3 separate regions of the Sus scrofa genome follow, and regions 1 and 3 are each linked to region 2. Evidence: chromatin contacts called from public HiChIP or PLAC-seq data. All regions are on one chromosome and are shown on one strand. Each heading gives the region's core, a stretch centred on a gene start, on an enhancer-like site or on the middle of the called end of the contact. The rest is flanking DNA. Distances are from core to core; before and after follow the strand shown. Region 1 overlaps CYB5B (cytochrome b5 type B (outer mitochondrial membrane)). Region 2 holds the start of NFAT5 (nuclear factor of activated T-cells 5). Region 3 holds the start of CYB5B (cytochrome b5 type B (outer mitochondrial membrane)).

Region 1 (4,724 bases), core at 27-2,526, 85 kb after region 2:
TAGTGAGACCCAGTACGATACTCTCTAGCATACTGGGACATGACCACATTGTAAGTGAGGAAAGATCTGTATAGAGTATATAGACATCCACTAAGCTAATTAATGTTAGATGACTGATGTTACTTACAATTACCAATCATTTAGGAGATAGTGTGGGTGTTTCTTACCTTAAATTTACGTAAATGAAATCACAATCTTCTACCTCAAGTTTTCAACCAGTCAACCAGGATTTGTCAAGTACCTGCCAAACACTCAGCATCAGGAAGAGACATGTGCCTTATGAGGACTGACATTGAAACAACAGATTCAAACACGAGTAATAAGAATGGGACTTTCCTTTCCTGTTAATAATCATCAATTCACGTGACAGCGAAAATACTAAGCCCTAACGAACTGTGTCTCACTGGTCATGTTAGAAGGCTATCAGTAGGTTTTAAAAGTAATTATAAAAATGGTTTATTTCCCTTGTTTTATTAACACAGTCACTAGAACTTCGAGCTCAATGTTTCACTTTCCCCAACAGTTCAGCCATTTCCAAGAAAAACAAGCATTTAAAGAGTGGCGCTATAGATAACAAGTGTTATTACCTTGAAATGACTTCTTTATCAGATGGTTTCAGTAAAAACAGAACTTCCAAGCTGTCTACCTGGTTGCCACTTCACATCCGTTAATACAGCAAAACTCTTAATTTTTGCGTCTCACAATCTTCGCCTTTCATTTCGGGGAAAGAGCAGCAGCATGACTCCCGAAGAACCGTGGAACTCCCCCATCAAGTTATGCTAACACAAGATTAGCACAGAGATGACTTTTATGCTTCTCAAGTTCTTTTCTTCCAGACACCTGAGAATTCCAGAGCCAACATTTCCACTTAAAAAAAAAAAAATTTTTTTTTTTTTTAAATAACCGTAGCCAGGGCAAGAAAAGGAAAACAGTATCTTTATTGTGTGTCGTTCTAACAAACATTCACTGTGTGCACATTCCAGCAGAAAGAGACAAAGATCTTTGTTCAAAATATGCTGAAATAAAATAGGTAAACAAACTCCATTATTGAATACACAAAAGGAATGTTAATATTACTTGCTCATAGTTGAGGGTGAAGTTAAAAAAAGTGGGGGGGGATAATCATAGTAATGTTTTGCCAAAATAGCCAATGTAGAAAAAAGGTGCAGGCAACGTGCAGCTCTGAAAATTCTCGAGTGACAGGCTGGATGTAGGGTGGGTAACTTGACAACCTCTCTGCTTCTTGGAACCTCCCGCTGGGAGCACTCCCACAAGTTCCAAACCCAGCTTTTTCAGAGCACAACAGCCAAACGGGACTAACTTCCCCATTACTTTTGTGATATTTGGCAAAAGAATAGGATGGTTAAAAAAAAAAAAGTGTTAACCTCCTGTTGCGACAGGTCTGAATCCATTTCTCCCTCGGAAGTAATGAGCATTAATGGTGTACATTTCTAAATTGGAATTTAATCAGAGAGATATCGCTTGAGATTTTAAGCATGAGATACGACATAAGTAATGACATAGCTGGCCTGTAAAGCATTTTTTTCATTGCTCCCCATGGGAACTGAATGAGTGTACACTCAACAATGTTCTTATTTCCCAACATGGGCCTCATGACAACTGCTCAAAGAACTTCACAGGCTCAAATGATAGGTTCCAATGCATTTTTGCTTCTGCTCAAGTGGTCACATAAGAACTAAACACAGTATATATAAACTTTGTCCCCACCACTTTCCTGTCTTTACAAATATAAGTCATTTAGAAACCAAAACCAAACAACAATAACAAAAAAAAAAGAAAACAAAACAAAACAAAACAAAACAAAAAAGAAACCAAAACCAATTCTGAGAGACAGAGGCAAGGACATTCGGGCCCCCGCACTAGCATCCCCATTTGGGGGACAGTCAGTTCGCCTCACCTCCTCCCTGGGATCAGCAGCCATTACACGTACAGAAGGGTGGGTGGCAGCACTGAGTCCTCCTTGGGAATAAACAGCCAAACACCCCAGAGACCCCCCAGGAGGCTCTGCCATCCAGCAGGGACTGGCTCCACTGGCTCTCCAGGTGGGATTCACAACCTAGCAAAGTTGAGACTGTTTCTCGAGAACTTGAGTCTACTTCTTAAAACAAAAGTCCTTTTTGATGGATTTGGCTCACATACTGTATTACTTTATTGTTTAGAAAAACCTCTGCGAACTCTCACACAAGCTCTCCCTTTCACCTGGCTGTTTCTGTAGGAAGCAGGAAAATAGTAAATGGACCTACAAGTGGTTTTTATAATACAAAGTGACATCACATTAGCAACAGATGAAAAGAAGCCCTGGGTACTGGATGGATTTCATGGATGGTTGAGACCAAGTCTGAAAATCTTTTCCTCTGGCTCTGAATAAAAACAAGTTCCCATATAAACAGGAAAAAGACAACCCATATGAAATAGAAAAGCCTATCTTTTGCATTGATCTTTACCCTAAAAATATCAAAAACACACATTTTACTTACAAATGTCATTCTTTAATGTTTCTTCTAAGCCAGATGTTTTTCATTCCGTTTTGCCAACACACTTTTAATTGACCCAAGTTATCTTCTGGCTTAGTTTCAGCCTGAATGCTCCCTTTCCAGCTCCTCAATACTCCTTTGTCCTTTCTACCTCAGGGTGGCCCCATGTGATCATGCAACTTAATCATCACAGCAATTACATATCAACTTTTATTCAAAGCAACCCTCCCTTGCCTTCAAATAGGAGCATCAAAAGCCACACCACTTCCGTTACACACCAAAGATTTTTCCTTCAATAGACTGTCTTAAAGTGGCATCTTATAATCCATTTGCAACATTTTCTAAAGATAAAAGCTTTAAAAGTTTACCCATATCCCTGACATAAAAGTCAGCCAGAAACCCCCTAAAATTACTCCATTATGTCATGACCAAGTGTGCGAGAACCAGGTCAATGTCATTTTTATGAATTCCAAAGTCACTCAACTGCTAAATCACAGGTTATAAGACCCAGGTTGAACTTCTTAAGTAGTTTGCAGGGGCAGACACTGGTGTTCTGTGTACCTTCCTGCCCTGTCAAGTCCCTGGCAGGCTGAAGGGGGGAGGAGATGCTGAACAGTGCCTGTGGTCCTTCCTGAACTGCCTGCTGCTCCCTGCTGCCCGTGACAATGGCTCAGAGCAGGCTGGTGACCCTCAAAGGATGGGGAAAAAAGTCACCACAGTGGGAGGCAGAAAACTGCCCATGGACTGTCTCCCCAGGTGCTTCCATGGAGGAAAAGGTAGTTAAATACGCCAGAGAAATTCCTGAACCGAGGAGGAATAAGAACCTACTCCTCAATGAGACAGTCTTCCAAGAGAAAAAAGAAAAAAGAAAAAAACTGCTAGCTTTTTTATTCTCAGTGGAAAAACAACAAAACCACAAATTGGAACCATGGAGGTAAAATACAGATGAAATGAAAAACATTCTCTTGTCATGCTCTCTGCCTTCCCTCTGCCACTTTTCCGTGGAAGTTACTGTACTGGGGCAACCAGAAGATCAAACCACTCAATCTTTCACCTATTCGGAGTCTCTTCCTTTTGTAAACTGGAGAAAAAAAAGTCAGCTAATGGATAAACAAAAAAACCCAGGAAAATCCTTTAATAAAACTGTAAAGTTCTATGGGCATAACTATAAGTTTATATATTACCAATAAAAGATGGTAAGGGGTTTTAAAGGAAAGAAGGAATTCCCGTGTGGCGCAGCAGGTTAAGGATCCAGTGTTGTCACTGCTGCCATGGGGTGGGTTAGATCCCTGGCCTGGGAACTTCCACATGCTGAGGGTGAGGCCAAAAATGAAAAGAAAAGAGATGGCTGGGAATTGGTGCCAAACCCAAATAAAGGATGAAGTTTTTGGTGCTTTTTCTAAACGCCTGTCCTCAAGTAGTGTCTCTCGATTATTTTTCAAAAGAAAGATTAAATTCAGCTTATTATCCCAGTTCAGCCCTCCCGTTCCCAGTTCTCTCCACTCCCAATAAACAGAAGGGAGGCAGCGTTCCGCCCAGCACCATTTGGCGGCCTAAGGGGGTGACAAGACCTCCCTGCCACACTCGCTCAATTTTAACAAATATAAACAAGGAATGGGATCATCCTGCAGTTGTGTTTTAAGTCACAGGTGTGGAACTTGACATCATGAGTGAAACCTCCAATGATAAACGATAGAATGAAGTTATAATTTAAAAGATACTATTTACTTAAAACAAAAGGGGAAAAAGAAAAGCTTCAAAACCAGAGTGGGCTGCCCCATTAAGAAGGTCTAAGTAACTAAGTACTGGAAAGCAGGCGATGACACCAAAAGGCAGTGTCATGAGGACGTGCGGACTCCGGTTATAAAACACAGTTTTGAAAGACAAGGGTGCTCGTGGAAACCATGAAGAGAGGAAACAACGGCAAAGACGCAGAACAATGAGCAGGTGCTTTGAGAGTAAGGCTCTGAGAAATGACTTCACAACTGGCCCCAGGGCTGAGGCGGATGTCTGGCCAACAGTCTGGGCTCCGAGGGGGAGGATATAATTGGCAGTATTCGAGAAGAGGGCACAGCCGCAGCCTCCAATTGAGTCTCTGGTTCTTGCTCCCAAGTGGATGTGCTTTCCCGACGTCAACAAAGTCTCCTCAGGAGGATTTGCTCTCCGCCGCCGTGTAGTAACGATAGAGAAAACCTAAGAGGATGGCGCCCAGGATGGGGAAGATCCAGT
Region 2 (4,378 bases), core at 1,634-4,133:
CAACACAAATAGCCTTTTTTTGTCTTTAAATACTAAAAATAACACAAAATAAAGCTTTCTAAAGTCCTGTCAGCTGTTTAAATTATCCTACACATTTTATTAACATTTCCAGAACTTTCTAAAACCCCTTCCCTGATCACAGCTCAATCATCATCTTTATTACTTGGCTCTCCTTATCCTTAAAAATAATGCAGTAGTAATGACATCAATGCTTCTGTAATAAATAATTAATATGCTATTCTGAAATGCTCAGCACAAAAAAGTTCTAAATTCTGACTTTTTAAACTAAATATGTGTTTGGTGTCACTCTATTATATTCGTGATCTTAATGTTTGAGCCTTTTAATATTCAGTTTGTTTTGTAAAAAACTAGAATCAAGATAGGAATTCTAAAGTAAAACACCCAACACATAATTTTTAATGACTTCATGGGAGCTTTTTTTTTCAAGACTTCTTAAAACAGATACAATAGCTAATTAGGACATCAAACACAGCAACAAAATCCACTGAAACACTCAGCTGCTCTAAAAGAAGGATCAGGCTCTTTAAGAGAAAACTACATTGTATGAGTTTGCAAAGTTTCACACTTTCTCATTTAAACTCCCATTTCAGAGAAAGCCTTTGCATGCCCACACAATAAGCTTTAAAATGGCACTTTGCTGACCTTCCAATAGTCCAGCTCTATGAAAATTCTGTGATGGGTGTAACTTCAGAGAATCTGAAAAACACAAAAAGCATTAAGTACTTTTTATGCTGAATGATTAAAAAAAAAAAAGCCAAGGATAGCATACATCTTTTATATAACTGCCATGTATTTTTAAGAGCTAAAGTTCATATTTATGAATATATTATCTGCAAAAGAAGGCTAAATTGCCTCTACACCAGTCTCTATGCTAAACTTAGATTTTCATAAACCACTTGTTTCATGGAAAATTATCTGATGATTACTGCACAAATGGTGTTAATGTCTTGACTATTTTTAGCACCCAATTGTACCACATTAGCCCTCCTCTAAGAATCACCTCTGATATCTTCTCTTCCTTCCTTATAAGACTCAAAACTGCAATATTTACAAACTACTTCAGGTAACGTTGCCCGAAAAAAATCCTAAAGGATGATGACTGCCAATTAAAATCATCAGAGCAACAGACAATGGCTACAGTTACTAAGTAGGACTCTGTGTACAAACTCAATCCTCAGTCTACATAAAGTCCAGTACCTTCCAGAGTAAACCATCTCACTCTGATTCACTTAAGCGATTTAAATACACTTATGAGAAGCTGAAGCCCCCCTTTCTGGAGGAGGTGGAAATCAGCGGATGGATACAGCAAAGTGAAAAGTGAAGAAAACACTGAATTTCCTCAGAAGGTGGGTCACAACGGCACACATTTTTTTTTAATATGGTGAAATGCAAAGCTAATAGCCCAACTATGTCTTTGGCCCCCTCCCAGTGATTTAAAAAGTGATGAAGAGTGCAGTGGGAGCATTTTGGTTTGCAGGCTCTCGCACAGGGAACCTGTTCTAACACATTCTTGTGGTGTCCAGTATAGGAATTTAACCCCTGAAGAGACCAGCTCCAGTGTTAATATTTTATATCCCGGGAATCCCCTTCAGGTCTTAGCCAAAGAAGTTTGAAAGTGGGGAACTCTGTCCAATGCCCCCTCCCTGCAACGAGCCCTTGAAAGGCAACCAAAGAGAAAATTCTCAAAGGACAGCCTCAGCCGGTACCCCTGGGACTGGAGAGGAATAAAACTAACCCAGAGAGAACACCCCTCTCTTTCTAAAAGAGAGGGAGAAGTAAGTAATTCGAACGCCACAAAGGTGGGAAGAGAGGGGAAAAAAAAAAAAAGAAAATTCGGGTTCTTTCCAGCAATAAGATGACGAGGAAAGAAGGACGCCTGGTCGAGGGGGGCCGTCCCAACAAGAGGAGGGAGTGGACTAGGCCGGAGGGAGAGGGGGTTAGAACGACGGCGCACAAACAACCTGGAGAGGGAGGAAAATGGTGACCCTGCGCCCAGAACCGGCTCCAGGCCACGCCGCCCGTGTGGAGGCAACTTTGCCGGGGAGGATGGTCCCGGTAGCAGGAGCCGCGGCGCTCCGATCGCGGCCGGGGCCCAGTCCGGGGTGATCCGCGAGCCGGGAGGGCCAGGGCCGGCCGCTCGAGAAGTGTGGCAGGGCCCGACCCGCCGAGGGGCGCTCAGCCCCGGGTGCCGCAGAGACCCGGGGGCCGACGGCATTTGGGCCCCGTGCGGCCGGCGGCTCCGCGGGGGAGGGGCCGGCCCTCCTCCCCGGCCCCTTCCAGCAGCAGTCGACCCCATCGGCCTCTCCCCAGCCCCCAAGACAGGCCAGCCCGGCCGGGGTTCGGACGCCGCCCCCGACGGGGACCCCCCCACCCCCGGCTCCCCGGGCCGGGCCTCCCCGCCCCCACGCCCCAGCCCCCAGCCTGACTCACCTCGCGAGTACAGGGACTTGGGCGACTCCAGGTCTAGGTCCGCGCTGAGCAATGAGATGAAGTCCGAGGGCATCGCAGCTCGACCCAGCCCGGCCCGAGGGCAGCGGGAGGGGGGGAGCGGCGGTGGCGGCGGCACCTCCTCTCCGGGACCGCGGGCACCGAACCGGGGGCGGCAGGCGAGGGCGGCTGCCGCTGCCTCCTCCTCGAGGGCAGAGACTTCCAGCGAGCCGAGGGCCGAGGAAAAGGCGGCGAGGTGGAGGGGAAACTCCACGGAGACGAATTCCCGGCGAGCCAGGAGGGGGGTTCAGGGCGGGGAAAGGGAGGAGGAGAGCCAACGGGTCCGTTTCGTTCTTCTCCTCAGCGAAAACTGACGGTCGCCGCCACCGCCGCCGCCGCTGACAGGAATCTGAGCCCCGCCCCCCCGGGGGGCACTGCGCAGGCGCGGAGGGGGGCGCCCCGGAGCAGGGAAGAGCCGAGGCGGCCCCCGGAGGGCGGGGAGGTGCGCCCCAGAACAGCAACAACAAGGGCTTCGCTTCCTGCCGCCTCGGCCAGGGCCGCTGTTCCCGAGCCGGGAAAGGGCCCCGCCGGCAGGGAGGGAGGAAGGCTGGGAGGTGTCCGCTCCTGGGGCCCCGGGGAGGGAAAAGGTATTTGCACCGACCTGGTGGTGGCGAGCCGGCGGCGGCGGGCCCAACGCCGAGCTGAGCGCTGGAGGAGACAGACCTGGGGGGGCCGAGGTGTCTGCGGGAGTAGGGGAAAGACCCCAGAGCCGGGACGCCGGGGGTGGGCTGACTTGGGGGCTCGCAGGGGAATGGAGTTTCGTTGCTTGCACAGCCACCACCCCTTTGGGGTTTTCATAGCAATGTCTGAACTGAGTTGGCCAAACGGCTGTCAAACTCTTAATTAGGAAATGACAGGCTCGAGTTATTCGGGTTTTTTTAATTGAAATCCCTTCTCCTCCTACCTTTGCCCTTCCCCTACTTTCTCCCCACCCCTCCCCTAACCTTTAAAGGCTGAAAGTTAAAAAAATAAAAAACATCTTTCTGATTGTGCTGGGATCGCCGGCTTTATTCGGAGTGGGAGATGAAAGTCGATTTAAAAATTGAATCACATGAATCCACGTGGCTGTTGTAGAGGGGAAAAAAGCAAACCTAAACACCCTTCTGCCAATCAGGTTTTCTTTTTTTACCTTTGGACCAGGCAAGGATGAAGGAAGAACACATTTGAGCTTTTGCTACTCTGTTCTTGGGGCCAAAAGTTTCCGTTGCAAAAACTGAAAATCCTCACCTACACCGCAGACCGTTTCCTGACTCTAATAGACTTCTGAGAAATTTAATAGTTATTAAAATATCAATTGGAGTGCAGGATATACTGACTGGGAAATAACTTTAATCTTGTGTGGAATATTAATGACAGCATCCACTGGGGCCACGTTTTTACGCTCTTTGAGTTGGTTTAGTTTTTGTTACTTTACAAAGATAAAAACCACAAAAATTAGTTTACTGAGTGTATATATATATACACAACACATACAATTTATAGAACCGTTCCCCTGGGAATTTGAGCAGTTCACCTGGACTTGGCATGGTTCAGATGAGGGAGAAGCTCTCAGCAAAGGAGGGCCCAGTGCAAAGCTTTACCTACAGACCTAGAATTTAAACTCGTATTATCAGAGTCTACCTATCTTTCCATCTGAACATCTGATATAGGTTGCCCAATTCTCTTCACTGCATTCTGTGTAGTAAATAACCAACCCTGTGAACATTTTCTTCCTGTCAGAAGTAACAAAGCTTTTCAGAGCCCCCCCAAGATGGCAAAGCAGAACAGGAAGCTACTCAAATCTCCATCACCCCACTGTACACTGTTGTAACAAGTCCCAAGGGAAGTCCCTTCAAAGCTGGTCCAGGTCCCATTCACTGGAGAGAAGAAG
Region 3 (4,600 bases), core at 1,433-3,932, 120 kb after region 2:
TTACATAATAAGGCATACACCAAAGGACACAGCTAAAGCCAAAATTTTGAAATAATGCTGTGTAGGTTAGAGAAGTCAAAGGATTTATCTAGAGCACACCCTGCACACTAATCAACTCTTTGCCCCAAATCTTGCTGAACCTGTTTAATATACCGCTATTAAAATAAGAACCACTACTACCCAACTCACTCTCAACTAGTTATTTTGATTTTGGGGAGTTGTTTTTTTGTTTGCTTTTTGGGGCCATACCTGGGGCATATGGAGGTTCCCAGGCTAGGGGATGAATCGAAGCTACAGCCGCCAGCCTACACCACAGCTCACGGCAATGCCGGATCGTTAACCCACTGAGCAAGGCCAGGGATCGAACCTACATCCTCATGGATACTGGTCGGGTTCGTTTACCGCTCAGCCACGATGGGAACTCCACAACTAGTTATTTTGAGGCTGAAACAATGGGAAAGAACTTTTAAAAGCAAAAAATGCTGTACAACCTACAGAGGCAAAAAGTTACTACATTCTAATAAGTTAACTTGTTGGCCACTAGAAAGATTTATTAACGTCCTTCTAGAGTTCCCATTGTAGCTCATTGGGTTAAGAACCCAACTAGTGTCCATGAGGATGCGCATAGGTTAAGCTGTGGCATAGGTTGCAGAGGTGGCTCAGATCTGGTGCTGCTGTGTCTGCGGCACAGGCCAGCAGCTGCAGCTCCAATTTGACCCCTAGTCTGGGAGAATTTCCCATGCTGCAGGTGTGGTCCTAAAAAGGGGAAAAAAAAATTTTGCCTGGGAGAACTTCCAGATGCCACAGGTATGGCTCTAAAAAATAAAATAAATAAAATGTCCTTTTGGGGAAAGCTTAAGTTTTAAAAACTTTTATAGATTTGTGAATCAGGATGCAAAGCTTCCTCTTCCCAAGCCCCAAATTAAAAGGAAAAATATTTACCTTTTTTATATTCACTTCAGAGAAAGAACTAATAGAAATGAACTTTTTTCTCAGTTATAATAGGGTTATATTATGAAAGAACTTCCAAGGAATTATTTACAAGATTACTAATGTATTAATCAAGACAAAATAATGCACACCATAAATAAATAAATTAATTAATTAATTTATATTTCAAATATCCCAAACCTTCAGGGATTTGGAGGGGAATGACCACAAAGGAGAAAAAAGGAAATTAAAAATAGAGTAGTGGAAATGCTTTCTTTCTTTCTTTTTTGTCTTTTAGGGCCGCACCCGTGGCATATTTCGGTTCCCAGGCTAGGGGTCCAATTTGAGCTGCAGCCGCGGGCCTATGCCAGAGCCACAGGAACGCCAGATCGGAGCTGAGTCTGTAACCTACACCACAGCATAAGGCAAAGCTCAATCCTTAGCCCTCTGAGCAAGGCCAGGAATCAAACCCAAAACCTCACTGTTTCTAGTTGGATTCGTTTCCACTGTGCCACGACGAGAACTCCTAGAAATGTTTTCTTAACTGGAGCGGATTTATTACTTGGGTGAATACATTTTTCAAAACTCAACAAGCTGTACACTTTAAAGGAACACAATGTACTCTATGTAAATCACACCTCAAAATAGAGTTTAAAAAAATGAGAAGTCTGGGAGTTCCAGTTGCAGCTCAGCAGAAACGAATCCGACTAGGAACCAAGAGGTTGCAGGTTCCATCCCTGGCCTCGCTCAATGGGTTAAGGATCTGGCGTTGCCCTGAGCTGTGGTATAGGTCACAGATGCAGCTTGGATCCTGCAGTGGCTGTGGTGTAGGCCAGCAGCTGCAGCTCCGATTCAACCCTAGCCTGGGACCCTCCATATGCTGAGAGTGTGGTCCTAAAAAGTAAAAAAAAAAAAAAAAAAAAAAAAAAAAAGAGAGAGAGAGAAGTCTGTTTCCTTTAAGAAAGAAAGAGTTATACCAGGGAGGGTCTCAAGGAGAATTTGTAGAACCTGACACAACAGACTTTACAAAAGAGGGTGACAGACCTAAATCAATGGCCAAAAAAAAAAACCAACTCACAACCTCCGGCCTCAAGGTCAACTCAAAATAGAAAAAAAAAAATAAAGGCGGCATAATGGAGGGATGGGAGGGTGGGGAGAAATCTCAGCTTCTTAAGAAAACGAAGACCAAACATGGTATTACTTCACAAAGTACAGGGCGAGGAGCAAAGGCTCTAGAGCCTTCAAATGGCTCTGTTAAACGAGAATCTGTGAGGCTGCTTCCCTTTCTGTAAAATGGGGATAACGACGACTCAAGAGTTTAGCCTAGCAGACAGAAAGTGCTCGATGTGTGACACGCAGCGCATTATATCACTGAAGACACCAGAATTGCATACCGACCAGGCCTCCCCAGTCTCCGTCTCGTGGTCGCTTTCGTACGCCTGGTCGCAGACAGCCAGGCCTCACTTCCCTCCTATACACGACCCTAGCAGCGTTTTCGGGCCCGACCACCCCTCGCTGCCCACCTCCCGGGCCTCACCTCGTTCATGAAGCGGGTGACATCGTAGACTCGGCCATGGATAACCAGCCATAGCTCTTTCGGGGAGTTGCGCTTCGCCACCTCCTCCAACCGGTAATAGGTGACGGAGGTCTCGACCCCTTGCCCATCGCTGCCGCTGGCTTCCACAGTCGCCATTGGGTCTCCAATATCTCTTCTCCACCGCTAACCCGGTTTCCGCCGCTAACTTCCTCGAGGTGGAAAGAGCCCTCAGTTCTTCCGGGCTTCCGTAACCAGGCCCATAAGGCTCCTGGCAACAGCCAATCATGACCTCGGATAGTTCCTGGTTCTTTTTCTCTTCACCAATGAAACGAGGGACTCAGTTTCAAATCCCGCCCACTACTGGCATGATCCTAGGGGCGTGGGCCTGGTTCGAGGTCCAACTAACCAATCATATTTACCCATCCTCTCCAATCTCACCAATGAAATACTGTGATTTTGGAAAAGCGCCGAAGAGAGACGTTGACAGACGAGTCAGGCAAAGAGCCAGAAGGTTTCCTCTTCACTCGCCGTAGGGCCCCGCAGAATTCTGAAAAGAGGGAGCAGAGTCACCATTCCTATTTCCTTCTCCACGCGGCGGATCCTTCCTGAGCCACGTGGAGCTCGTTTCTCCCCCCACCATCCGCACAGTTCTCTGTTCCTGCCCCAGATTTACGTTTTTAGTTTGCAGCCTCCAGGCTGTGACCCGCGAACCCCGTCTCTCTAAGGCAGTCTTCTCACAAGCAAAATGGGCATAATCTCTACCTTATAGATTAAATGAGAGTGCAGAAAGCTTGGTACATAACAATACATAAGTGACCGGCGGTGTTAGAAAAAGCGGAATGACTGACCTGAGGCCTTGAGACAGTGACTGGGGTTACAGTATGGAGTCACCTAACTTTGTGCCACTACTAAGAATCTGATTTTGTCATGTCAACTATATCTTAAGGCTGGATTTTAAATGAATTCTTTAATGATCAGGACAAACTACACTGTTTTGTTTCTATGTGTTCTAAAATAGAATTCGCCTCAACTGTCGCTGGGTAGAGGTCCTGGCCTTTTGGAATTACAAGTTGGGTTAATGTGCAGGGTAGTGAGCTACTCATTTTTAACTGCCATTGCAAATGCCAAGTTGGTTATTGTGAAATGTCATTTTCATCATGTCACTCTCCCCTACTCTCCATAGTCCACCCCCACCCACTTTCACCTTTTATAAGCCTTGTGCACCAGCTACTGACTCCTAAACTTACGAGTAAAAATTCACATCTGGGGTCTTACAAGCTCCATCCCCTCTCTTCCAGGGAGTTCCCTGGTGATCTAGCTGTTAGGACTCAGGCGCATTCACTGCTGTGGCCCAGATTCAGTCCCTGGTCTGGGAATTGATGTCCCACATCAAGTAGCTGCAAGCTGTGGGTCAAAAAAAAAAAAAAAAAAAAAAAAAACAAAACAGGAGTTCCTGTCGTGGCGCAGTGGTTAACGAATCCGACTAGGAACCATGAGGTTACGGGTTCGGTCCCTGCCCTTGCTCAGTGGGTTAAGGATCTGGCGTTGCCATGAGCTGTAGTGTAGGCTGCAGATGCAGCTCGGATCCCGCATTGCTGTGGCTCTGGCGTAGGCGGGAGGCTACAGCTCCGATTCAACCCCTAGCCTGGGAACCTCCATATGCCGCAGGAGCGGCCCTAGAAATGGCAAAAAGACAACAACAACAAAAAAAACCCAGAAAGGTACCCTTCCATTGCCTATTCACCTTTCAAGCACCTCAAATTCCAACCCAGAAAGGTACCCTTCCATTGCCTATTCACCTTTCAAGCACCTCAAATTCCACCTTTTTCACAAACTCTGCTACCATTCTGAGCGCCAGTGATTCCATCTCCATAGAGTATGTAAGCACATTACCATTTCAGAAATTTCTGAAAGACAGAAAAACATTTACATACATAGAAATTTAAGTGGCAGCAATAGAGATTTGCAGCAAATGCAAAGGAACACAGCTCTGACATATATTTGGTAAATGAATAATTGACACTTAACCCCAGTGAGCATGAGTCAATTGAGAAGCCTATGTTAAAAATGCAGATTCCAGAGTTCCCTCGTGGCTCAGTGGTTAAGGAATCCGACTAGGAACCATGAGGTTGG

The links. HiChIP or PLAC-seq counts read pairs in DNA pulled down with a chosen protein or histone mark.
Region 1: a contact with region 2 is called in an H3K27ac HiChIP or PLAC-seq map of alveolar macrophages. The contact joins the enhancer-like site here to the promoter of NFAT5 in region 2. A contact is called at or near these places in 2 of 5 promoter capture datasets (fetal liver and liver), 2 of 47 Hi-C or Micro-C datasets (both in embryonic fibroblasts) and 2 of 2 datasets of contacts at active chromatin or transcription factors (alveolar macrophages and skeletal muscle).
Region 3: a contact with region 2 is called in an H3K27ac HiChIP or PLAC-seq map of alveolar macrophages. The contact joins the promoter of CYB5B here to the promoter of NFAT5 in region 2. A contact is called at or near these places in 1 of 47 Hi-C or Micro-C datasets (embryonic fibroblasts) and 2 of 2 datasets of contacts at active chromatin or transcription factors (alveolar macrophages and skeletal muscle).

What each region holds. Positions count from the first base shown.
Region 1 is chr6:17,518,370-17,523,093 of Sscrofa11.1, forward strand. CYB5B (cytochrome b5 type B (outer mitochondrial membrane)) reads right to left here. Exons shown (of 5, transcript NM_001159592.1): 5 at 4,218-4,724. The coding sequence ends at 4,642. Among named protein-coding and RNA genes, the nearest start is that of CYB5B, 37 kb to the right of the region's middle. Within about 2 kb of position 1,277, at least 26 of the 83 cell types and tissues checked have an H3K27ac peak or open chromatin away from gene starts, as enhancers often do. A contact at or near this core is called in alveolar macrophages and skeletal muscle, where this site is marked.
Region 2 is chr6:17,432,068-17,436,445 of Sscrofa11.1, forward strand. It overlaps NFAT5 (nuclear factor of activated T-cells 5), which reads right to left and starts at 2,884. Exons shown (of 14, transcript XM_003355770.4): 1 at 2,452-2,884. The coding sequence starts at 2,524. LOC102159050 (a long non-coding RNA gene) reads left to right here and starts at 1,225. Exons shown (of 3, transcript XR_002344538.1): 1 at 1,225-1,367.
Region 3 is chr6:17,555,348-17,559,947 of Sscrofa11.1, forward strand. CYB5B (cytochrome b5 type B (outer mitochondrial membrane)) reads right to left here and starts at 2,683. Exons shown (of 5, transcript NM_001159592.1): 1 at 2,468-2,683. The coding sequence starts at 2,623.